2 separate regions of the Mus musculus genome follow, and region 1 is linked to region 2. A link is a contact called in public Hi-C data. All regions are on one chromosome and are shown on one strand. The core of a region is the stretch at or near the end of the contact, and the rest is flanking DNA. Distances in the headings are between cores, read along the strand shown. Region 1 holds the start of Ubr5 (ubiquitin protein ligase E3 component n-recognin 5). Region 2 holds the start of Vps13b (vacuolar protein sorting 13B).

Evidence for each region. Hi-C and Micro-C count contacts between places; a contact is called where the count stands out from the background.
Region 1: a contact with region 2 is called in a Hi-C map of CD8 T cells, with 6 times the contacts expected there. The contact joins the promoter of Ubr5 here to the promoter of Vps13b in region 2. A contact is called at or near these places in 1 of 484 Hi-C or Micro-C datasets (CD8 T cells) and 2 of 9 other capture datasets (adipose tissue and liver).

Annotation. Positions count from the first base shown.
Region 1 is chr15:38,075,995-38,081,252 of GRCm38.p6, reverse strand. Ubr5 (ubiquitin protein ligase E3 component n-recognin 5) reads left to right here and starts at 2,399. Exons shown (of 59, transcript NM_001112721.2): 1 at 2,399-2,889. The coding sequence starts at 2,828.
Region 2 is chr15:35,369,622-35,375,327 of GRCm38.p6, reverse strand. Vps13b (vacuolar protein sorting 13B) reads right to left here and starts at 4,210. Exons shown (of 62, transcript NM_177151.4): 1 at 3,551-4,210; 2 at 3,221-3,395. The coding sequence starts at 3,367. LOC115488525 (a long non-coding RNA gene) reads left to right here. Exons shown (of 2, transcript XR_003951638.1): 1 at 1-2,633; 2 at 3,168-5,100.

The sequences.
Region 1 (5,258 bases), core at 1,150-3,649, 2.7 Mb before region 2:
GAGTTCAATATTCTGATCTTCAGGAACATGAGGGTGGGGAGGAAGAGGAAGAGGAGAGGTGAGGCAAAGGAGAAGGATTAGGAAGAGAAGGAGAAGAGGAGGAAGAGGAAAAAGAGGAAGAGGAGGAGAAAGAAGAGGAAGAGGACAAAGGGTGGGGTACCCCCCCCCCCCGAAAAAGGGTTTCTCTGGATAGCTCTGTCTGTCCTTTAACTCACTCTGTAGACCATGCTGGCCTCAAACTCAGAAATTCACCTGCCTCTGCTTCCCAAGTGCTGGGATTAAAGTGTGTGCCACCACTGCCTGGCCGGGGTGGGGCATTTTTATTCAAACCACCACACTGCCACCCCCCAACCTTATTTCTTCATGTAATATATGATTACTACTACATGCTTTGAGTGAGGAGAGAGTCTGAACTTTAGGTACAAAAAACTAGGAGTGGATAAATGAGGCTGGACACATAATGGAAAGGAAGGTGGAGAAGGGAGGTTTGGAAGAAAAAAACATGGCAAAGCGGAGGGGCCCGGTGTGAGCCCTGGTCAAGAGCATCTGAAGCCGACATGCTCAGAGCATCCTTGAGGCTCTCTCTGCCTATGACTTTTCTTAGTTCTCTTGGCTGGAACCATTCCCTCTTTTAACTGCACTCTCGTTGCGTTTATCATGCCTATCTTTTTGGATTGGTTTTACATACTTCTAAATTATTAACTACTAGATGGGAGCTATTATATTGTGAACGGACTCAGAGTCACAACTGCTTTTTGTCTGAGCCTCAGCACTAAGGTGTTTGGGCTCTGGAATCCTTATGCAACAAGGACTTTTTTCCACCTCTCCTAGACAGGGTTTCTCTGTGTGTATTCCTAGCTTTCCTGAACTCACTGTGTAGACCAGGCTGGCTTGGAACAGAAAGATCTCTGCCTACCTCCCTGGAGCATTGAGATTAAAGGTGTGGATCACCACTGCCGGGCTAGCCAGGACATCCTTTGCCTTAGAGTGAGGTGTACTGTACTTGGAGCCATTGGCAGTATAAAGCAGTGCACACAATATGTTAAAAATCTTTCATTATGTGTATGAACTGCTGTGTGCCTGACACATCTTTTTGCTTGACATACAGTATTTAGACCCAGTGTATAACAAAATGCTGTAACTGGGTAAATAATTAAGGCCACTTGGTTAAGTAGCAGAATCAGGACTGAAATTCTACTTTGTCTGACTCTAGAACCAGCAGTGTCCATCACACGGACTTGAGGGGAAAAAAAAATCAAAGTAGCAATTACAGGATGGTTGGTAGTCATGGGATGCAGCGCTTTCAGTGGCTTAACTCACTATTAATTGACTGACACAAGGTCTTACTGTGTAGTTCTAACTGGCCTGGAACTCTTAGATCAGGCTGGCCCACAACTTAAGATGTCTGTCTGCCTCTGTCTTCTGAGTGCTGGGACAAAGGTGTGCATCATTGACCAGCCTTGAACACTTTGTAGTTTATCTAGGTGAAAACTGGAGCTGATGGCCAACTAAAAATTATTCCTTATCTGTCTCATGGTGTACCCAGTAAATCTTGATATCTAATTTTTCATGTATTCTCAAAAGAACTTCCTAAACTAAAGAAGAGAAGAAAACTGCTCTGCTGTGCAATCATTAATGTTGTATACCCGATTTAACGAACGACTGTTACAGACTGGAGAAGAGGCTTCATGCTTTCAGCGGAATTCGATATTTCGAAAGGATCACAGAAAACTTTAAGAGGGAAACTGTACCGGTTCGGGAGTGAGGGTACGCGGAGGAGGAAGAATTTCATAAGTTGTAGTTCTGATACCCCAGGTCACAAGAAATCTCCCTACAACAGATGCATATCATCTTTCATTAAAGTATACACACACACAACCACCCCCATATAAAAACCACACGAATAACTAAAAAGTGGAAATTTCCACGTTGCACGATGGTAGTGCTGATGAAAGCTGCTACACAGTCACTTCCAAGATCCTACTATCAGGTTTTGATAAGGCTCTTACGTAACTGCCTGCCGTAGGAAGCGGAGCATCTCTGGTTCCTCGGGGTACATTTCTCTTAAGTATAAATGCGGCTGGAGGACGAGAAACAACAACAAGCCATTCGCATATGCACAACCATTAGGGATCCGGGAGGAAAAGAAACCCGGCGCGCGTGCCCTTTCGCCCGGCTTCCCGAGCACGTGCTCTCTGGAACACGCCGCCCCGCCCCGGGGGGCCGGGCTCGCGGCCCAGCGCGCCAATAGGCGAGCACCTTACAGCACCGTGGCCCGACAACGTTAAGCGGCCCAATCGCTGGGGCCCGGCCGCCCGTTTCCCGGAGCCCCGCCCCGCGCGCAGAGCCCCGCCCCCGCGGCCCCGCCCTCCGCCCCTCCCCCGCCGATCGGCGCCCAGGCTGCGAGACGGAGAAACTGGGGCAGAAGTGAAGATGGCGGCGGCGGCGCTGGCGGCGGCGGTTCGTCGCCAGTGACGCGCGCTGCGGGCTGCTGTCCCTCCCCGCTCCCCGCGTCCGCCGCGTCCGCCCCGGCACCTCTCCACCCGCCGCTCGCCGCGCTCCGGGCTGCCCTCGTCCGTGCGCGCCGTGGCCGGCCGAGCGGGCGGCGCGTTGATCCGCCCTCCCGCCCGCCGCGCCGGGCCGCCGGGCCGCGGACACACGCTCGGCGGGGAGGCGGCGGTCCCTGCGCGCTCGCGGCCCTCCGTTTGGGGACCGGGAGGAGGAGGCGGTGGCGGCGGCCGTGGGATCCGGGGACGGGAAGGGGATCGGGGGGCCGGACGACAGCGGGAGCGGCTCGTTCCCGGGAGCGGGGCGCGCAGGCGGTACCATGACGTCCATCCATTTCGTGGTCCACCCGCTGCCGGGCACCGAGGACCAGCTCAATGACAGGTAATGGGGCGGGGGAGGGGCACCTCCCTCCTTTTTCCCCTCCCCCACGGCCGCGCCGGGGGCCCTACCGCCCCCTGTAGGCCCGGTGTGGGCCAAACTTGGGAGCCTCGGGCCGCGGGGCGGGGGCCGGCGCGGTGTGGACGCGGCTGCGGTGTAGACGGCCCGGCGCGCTGCCCCCTCCCCCTCCCGCGAGGAGCCTCGTTGAACTCGGCGGAGCCGGGGGCTCCCGGCCCAGGCCCGAGGAATCCATATTAGTCAAAGTTGAATTGAGACAGACAATGCGGATGGGGGATGGTGGAGGTGGAAAAGAGAGGGAAGAGGAGCGGCGGGTTCGGGGGCTCCCGCGAGTCGTGTCCCGGGGGCTGGGTTTCCCCGGGGAGGCGGGGTGGGGGTGGGGGAGAGATTCCCGGCAGACCGCGGGTTGGGAGGGGGAGGAGGGAGGGAGCGCCATGATTATTGTTATTATTATTAGATTTGAGCCCCTGCAGTGAGGTTGACTGCCCCGGGAGGGGAATGAAGTCAGGCGGGGGTTGGGGAAGTGGATTGGATTCCCTTTGCTCTCCTTCCTTCGCCTTGGTACTGCCAAACTGCTCCTGGGCCCCTGCGGTGAGAGCCTTTTTGTTTCCTTTTTTATTCTAATGATAGTGTTTTCTGGAGTTGTAATTTGACAGCTGAAAACCGTGAGTGGAGTGTCAAAGGAAAATTCTTCGGTTTGCAGTTCGCAGTGCTGCTTAACGCGCTGTGAATTTCTGGGTTGGGTTTGTTACGGGCAGAGGAGGAATTTTGATTTAAAATATTTGAAAAATCTCTTAAGGCTGTTTTGATTTGGATTTTTTTCCCCTTCGCTCTGCCACTGTGTCTTACCACTTTAGGATATTGAATTGAGTTGCAGGGCCACATGCTCACTGGGACCTAAGATAAAGCAGGAAAAAAAGTCCCTGTACTGTTGCAAAACAGACTCGGAGGTTGAGGGAGGCCTCCATTAAAGCATGTCTTGAGATCTAGGACTCACATCTAATGATGGGCCAAATGTTTACAGGTCGGAAAGTGGATCGTTTTAAGCTTCCTTCTCCCCGCATACGTCGCTGCTGGCCCATATTTCTTTTGCGTGTGGAAGGCCATCAAGTTTAGATTCAAGGTGTAATTTTTGCTAAGTGACCGGGTGACTTACGTTGTGTGACGCCCAGTTTGTCATGCTCTTCCCGGAGAGAGGAAGAGACCTAGCTTGGCCTCTAATGTGTGAGTGTTACCTTTACCTTGGTCTGGCAGCTTTTAGATCCTGGGCTGGCAGTCTAGTTTCTGGCTTGGGGTGGGGATTTGTCTAATCTTTACTGTAGCCTATTGTTTAAATACATGTTTGTAAAACTCAAAATGCCTGTTGAAAAGATCAACTACGAGCCGGGCGTGGTGGCGCACGCCTTTAATCCCAGCACTCGGGAGGCAGAGGCAGGCGGATTTCTGAGTTCGAGGCCAGCCTGGTCTACAAAGTGAGCTCCAGGACAGCCAGGGCTATACAGAGAAACCCTGTCTCGAAAAACCAAAAAAAAAAAAAAAAAATCAACTACTTGGAGTTGTCTTATAGTTAACAATTTTTTAATTTAAACATTTTGTTATAGGATCCTTACTCTGACTTACTTTCATTAGAGATGCTTACAACTTCAACAGAAGGCTTGGGGGGGGGGTGTAAATCTTAGAATCAGATTAGTGGGGAGGAAAGCTCTACTGCCATTTAGAGAAGTGTGTTGGTCATGTTTGAGTCATTTTGCTTGTAACTTTGAAATTTGCACCAGAGAAGTAGGGCATGCTTTTTGTGGTGGTCCTAACTTTATGTACCAAGAATTTTAGTGTATTTATTGAGAGTGCATGCCAAGATCTTAGTCTTTGTGCTACCAATCTTCTATTTATTATTTACTTATGTAGGCAGAATCCTGGCTGGCCTAGAATTCACTACGTATCTGTAGGATAATGACCTTGCACTTCCTACCCTACTGCCTCTACCTCCCCAGTTCAGTGATTACAGGCCTGAGCCACCACACCCAGTTTACCTGGGGAATAGAATCCAGGGCTTCCTGCTTCCAGACAGATACTTTACTAACTGTCCTATATCTCCTGTGTGTGTTGGACCTTTTGAATCACTTCTTAGTTTTTTGTTTTTGTTTTTTGAGACAGGGTTTCTCTGTAGTCCTGGCTGCCCTGGAACTCACTCTGTAGACCAGGCTGGCCTCGAGCACAGAAATCCGCCTGCCTCTGCCTCCCAAGTGCTGGGATCAAAGGCGGGCCCCACCACTGCCTCACTTAGTGTTTTTTTGTTTTTAAACTTCAGGTGTTTGAGAAATTTACACACAGGATCTTTTTAAAAATCTGTTATT
Region 2 (5,706 bases), core at 2,961-5,460:
ATATACTATTTACAAAATAAATACTTCAGATATAAAAATATAAATAAAAAAGCAAAATATATATTGTCCTAGTTTGTTTTCTATTGCTGTGATAAAACACTGAAGAAAACCAACTTGGAGAGGAAAGGTTTATTGGCTCATATGTTATAGGCCATCATGGAAAGAAAGGAAGTCAAGGCAGAAACCTGGAGACAGGAACTAAACGCTACTTACTGGCTTTCTACCCCTGATTTGCTCAGCTACTTTTCTTATATAGCCAGACTCACCTGCCTAGGGATGGGACTGCCCATAGTAAGCCAGGCCTTCCTCTATCAGTTAGCAATTAAGAAAATGCCCTCAAAGGCATGCTGGCCAATCTAATGAAGGCAATTCCTGACTGAGCTTCCTCCACCCAAGTGTATCAAGTAGACAAAATAATGCATCACTTATATCATGCAAATATCAACTACAAAAAGCTAAAGTAACTACACTACTAGCAGGCAAGACAGACATCATAAGAGAGGGAAAAATAATGTTACTAAAGACCCAAATAGTTAGAGACCAGCCTGGACGCCATAAAACCCTAACCAAAAATCCAATATGGATAGGCCTAAGTAACAGTTTACTAACAAAACCTACGCACCTGAGTTCAGATCCCTTAGCTAATGCTTTAAAATAAATAAATAAATAAAAATAAAATAGGCATAGCCATTTTATTCATAGCACTAGGGGCCTGAAGAGAGCCAGGAGGATTGCTGGGATTTGTGTGATGTCTATCAGTCTAGCTCCAGGTTCTGTAGAGATTCTGTCTAAACAGATACGGTGGAGAGTGACAGAGCATTACACAAGTACACCATTATGCATGGACACAACTGGCCCTCTGGCCCTCACACACAAATGCAGAGGTTCAAACACACATATACCTTATAAACATATGCCATGCTCACAGACACTACATACACACACACACACACACACACACACACACACACACACACTCATTGCCACACCAAATAAACCAAAACTGGTCAAACAGGACACTTAATAGTGATTAAAAAGATTAATTCAGGAAGATCAGATAAAATATGCAAGAAAAGAGCCACAAAATACACAAAGCAAAATCTAGCAAAACTGAAAAAAGAAAAGGACACTTCAAAAATAATACCAGGAGCTGGAAAAATGGCTCAGTGGTTAAGAACAGTTGAACCTGGAGAGCCAGGTTCAATTCCAGCATCCACATGGCAGCGCACAATCATCTTTAACTCCAGGGATCTGACACCTCTTTGACTTCCAAGGACAAGAGGAACACATGTAGTACATAGACATACATGCAGACAAAACATTCATACACCTTAAATAAATTTTTTAAAGTAAAAATAAAGAAATAATAGTGGATGGTTGGCAAGATAGCTCAGCAGGTCAGGTTTAGTGCCTGTGAGCTTCTGGGTTCAATACTCAGAGCCAAAAGCAACATAAAATAAATTCCCACACAACAATTAGGAAAGGCAAATATTCACATTCTCAAGAAACCCAGAGAATTTACAAAAGATATCCACATAACCAGCCAATACATATAGAAATATTCAAATAAAATACAATGGCACATCACTACACATCCATCAGAAAGCCAAAGATTTAAAGCAACAAACATACCAAGTAGGAGAAAAATTGGGAAATATTTAAAACCATAAGTAAGACTGTAAATTAATACACTCTGTTAAACTATTAACAATACATATTGAAATCAGACATGTGCCTACCTCCTAGATATACTTTAGGGAAACTAATGCTTATGTATATAAATATGCACACAAGAGATTGTTCATAGACACATTATGTTCATAGCCAGCAATATAAAGAAGTGAAAGTTCTACTGACAGAACAGATAAACTGTGACATCTTACAAAATGGAATACAAAAGCAACACAAAGAACAAGCTGCTGCTGACTCAGCACTATGGGTTCATCAAAACAGCAGCAGCAGCAGGAGGAGGAGGAGGAGGAGGAAGAGGAAAAGGAGGAGGAAGAAGAGGAAAAGGAAGAGGAGGAGGAGGGAGAAGAAAGCACCAGTAGCTGCTAGGCAGAAATCACTTCTATTTACCTGAAGCTCAATAGGTTAAAACCCAAACACCTCCTTCACGAAAATCTAACTGCTATGGCATGCGGCTCAGCAGCAGAAGGCCTGGCCAGCATGCAGGCAGTGCTAAGTCCAGTCCTTCATCTGAGTAACACAAAAGTGCAGAAATGAGACCAGCAGTGTCTTGGGAGTCTGGTGTGGTGGGCACACAGGTACATCTTGTAGGGTGCTAGAGACACCCCTGCCTTCATCATGATGGTGAATTCACAGGTATTTCCATACTTAAAGTTCAACAATCATACTTAGGATTTGTTCTCATTTTTAAAAACTAAAATGAAAATATCAAAGACATCCAATAACGTTTGCAGAAAATGGGGAAAGCTGGTTTTCTTAGTGCTTTGTCTGGATTATCCAATAACAAGAGTACGCCATGAAAAGTATTGATAACCATCCCCCCCATCAGCTCAAGCCTCTCCTACAAAGCAGCTGCTCTCTGGCTCTTGCGCTCCCGCAGATAATGTGTATACACATAGCTCAAGCATATGAGAAGTACTTGGCATATGTCATTGATAAATGTGGTAAGTGAATTATTGAGTATGTGAACTTTGAAGTCAGAGTTATTTGCATCAGATCATTCCAATGCCAAACCAAAAAAAAAAAAAAAAAAAAAAAAGAAAAAACCTTAAAAAGTGATTAGTAAAGATGTTTCCAGTTTTACCATCATTCTCAACCTGTGTCTAGTCAATCTGAGGATCCATGAGTGATGTCATTTCTCCTGGTAAAAGGAACAGAACTTTACATGTGCGTGCTCTTGCTGTTTTTCACACTCGCCCACTGACCCAAAAGAAGAACAAGCATGTAATGTTTCCCCGTTTCATATGACATTGTAAGAGTGTGCATATTTGGCAGTGCTTGAGAACTGAGTAAACAAGCTGAAATTTCTATCGGCTGAAAAAATGTTGGGGAATCCTAACAGAATAAGCCCTTACGAGGCAAAAAGCCTTGTATTTGTTTGTTTGTTTGTTTGTTTGTTTTCTATAAAATGAAGTCTCTAACTACACAGTAGGCAAAACACGCTAACAGGAAATTTATTATCATTCAAAACATACTAGACAGGCTATGTCTATCAAGACGAAGATGTTCCGATGGCAGCTGTACTGCTTACCTGTTCCAGAACGTCCAACTTTAACTCGAGTTTGCTGAGAACCACGTCCCCACCCCATAGTGAAAGCTGGAGATCTGAAGGTTTTAAGTTCTTGATATAGCGATTCACATAACTCATTAAAATTGGAGTTACGTACGACTCCAGCATCTTCAAATTTAAGCGTCGAAGTCAGATCCTGAAAAGGGTAAAGACGGAAATTTTGTAAGTAACTGAATCGACAGGCAGCAACTGGAAATGCACTTCTCAGGAAGCTTGGCAAGGCCGCTCTCCCGGATCGCCCGCCCGCCCTCCGGGTCCGGGCGCGAGCTCCCCGCTAACTGAGCGCCTCACCTGACGAGGAGTAGGCAGAGAGGCTGGAGGCGGCCGGCCCCCGGGCGTGGGAGGACAGCACGTCCTGCTTCACTCCTACCCTAGCGCAGCCCAGCCAGAGGCGGTCGACTCCCGGAACGCAGGCGGATCTCCGGCCATAGGACCGAGCTGGCGTCAGGCCCGCTGCTGCCGCCGCCGCCGCACCCGCTCCAAGGTAAACACGCCACAGAGCGGCGGCGTGCGCTCTTCCTCCGGGTACCTGGCGTCCGCCGCGGAAACGCCTCACGCGTTCCGCGCCACTTCCGGGTGTGCGGGCTTCGCCGTCCGTCAGGTTTCCGCGGTGGGGACAAGGACCCCGCGCGTCTGCCTGCCTGGGACGACTCCGGCTTGGCTAGGCCGGGATCCCCGCTGCCACCGCTCTGGGTTAGGAATTAACTCTACGAAGAGCTCGGTGCGGGATGCGGACCGGTAAAGTGGAAGCACCGGCGATCCGGAAGTGGCGCTGCAGGGACACGGCGATGGCCGGGACGTGACCCAATACTGCCCAAGAGGCTTAGTAGTCGGAGGCGGCAGGAACGCAGGGTGCCGTGGAGGCGGGAGAAGTAGCCTTCGTTCTTCAAGCCCAGAAAATTGAGAAACGGTTGTTTTCCGTGGCTACTGGAAGAACTGGAAAGAGGAACTGGGATTCGGTAGGGTGGAGGTCAAAGACAGGTGGGAGGAGCTAAGAAAGGCGGAAGATTTAAATTTACTGCTGAAGTTTTTTTGCAAGGCCGGGAAAGTGGACGTGGGTACACAGTTGAGATCAGGGGTGAACAGCTTAAAAGAGTGAGCTTAAACCATACTGTACATAATCTCGTTCTCAAAGCAGAGGTGAAATAGCCCCTAGTTAGTGTGCATAGGGTGCATGGAATGGAGAGGACTGGCCTACCGTCTAATATGGAGGTCCCCAAAAAGCTGAGAGAATGTGAAAATAAGAGTCCTGAGCCAAAAGTGAAATAAGTGGTAAGGACAGTGTGGATTATGTTACGATGAAATAGATGTATAGATGTTAGTAGTGGTAACTTGTGGGCTAACAGCAATAACTCAAACATCTACCTTAGAAGATAATAGACTGAGTGGATAGAAATAGCATGGGATATGCTGCCTTTTTTTTTTTTTTAAACCAGCCTCTCTTAATTTTAGGTAACTTTTGAAGAAAACATAGTGTCTTGAAAATAGTTTTCCTTTATAGGTTATTCAATGCCCACTCATAAAACTTTTGAAATTAAAAAAAAATACTATTTCTTGAGAGAATTGGAGATTGCTATAGAAAATGGTATTCGTGAGACTGCCAAAGTTCATTTTAATAGTGAAAATAATGAATTAGATTTCGCAGGCAGAAAAAACAGCAAGCAATTGCTAATTCACAGCAGCTGCTTCCTCAAAAGCCTTAATAAATGACCATGTAATGTGAATGTTATGAAAGCCTAATTAGCAAAATAAACATTTTTCTTGTTACCCAAAATACTTGAACAGCAACTAGGTTGAATCCATGGCTGAGAAGTTTTAATATTAAAATTCCCATAAATCTATACATGTGTGACAATCTAATAAAACACTATCAGGATGTTACTCAGATGCTTAAAATAATATATAGAGTGCTAAACATGAAGTTTTTCTTTTATATCCAGAAAAAAGGTGCCAAATCCCTAGCCTAAAAACATTATCTGGATACAATTTGTTTGTTTACTAAAAGTTAATCATTTTCAACCCATGAGTGTTGTTCTATAATCAAAGTAAGTTTAATTCATTTGTATTATTATTGTTTGTCAAATGAGTAGGCTTCTCCAAAGATCCTCTGTTCTCACATCTTTTTTAAGATTTATTTATTTATTATATGTAAGTACACTGTAGCTATCTTCAGACACCCCTGAAGAGGGCAGCAGGTCTCATTATGGATGGTTGTGAGCCACCATGTGGTTGCTGGGATTTGAACTCAGGACCTTCAGAAGAGCAGTCAATGCTCTTAACCACTGAGCCATCTCTCCAAACCTCTCACATCTTTTCTAAGGCAATATACATAAACACAATATATTTTTGAAGTCTCTTCTGAAAGACCATGAGGCAAATTGGGTAGACAGTAAATCTACAGAAGTAGGTCTCAATCTAGCTCAGAACAGGCTGCTTAGCAGAAACTT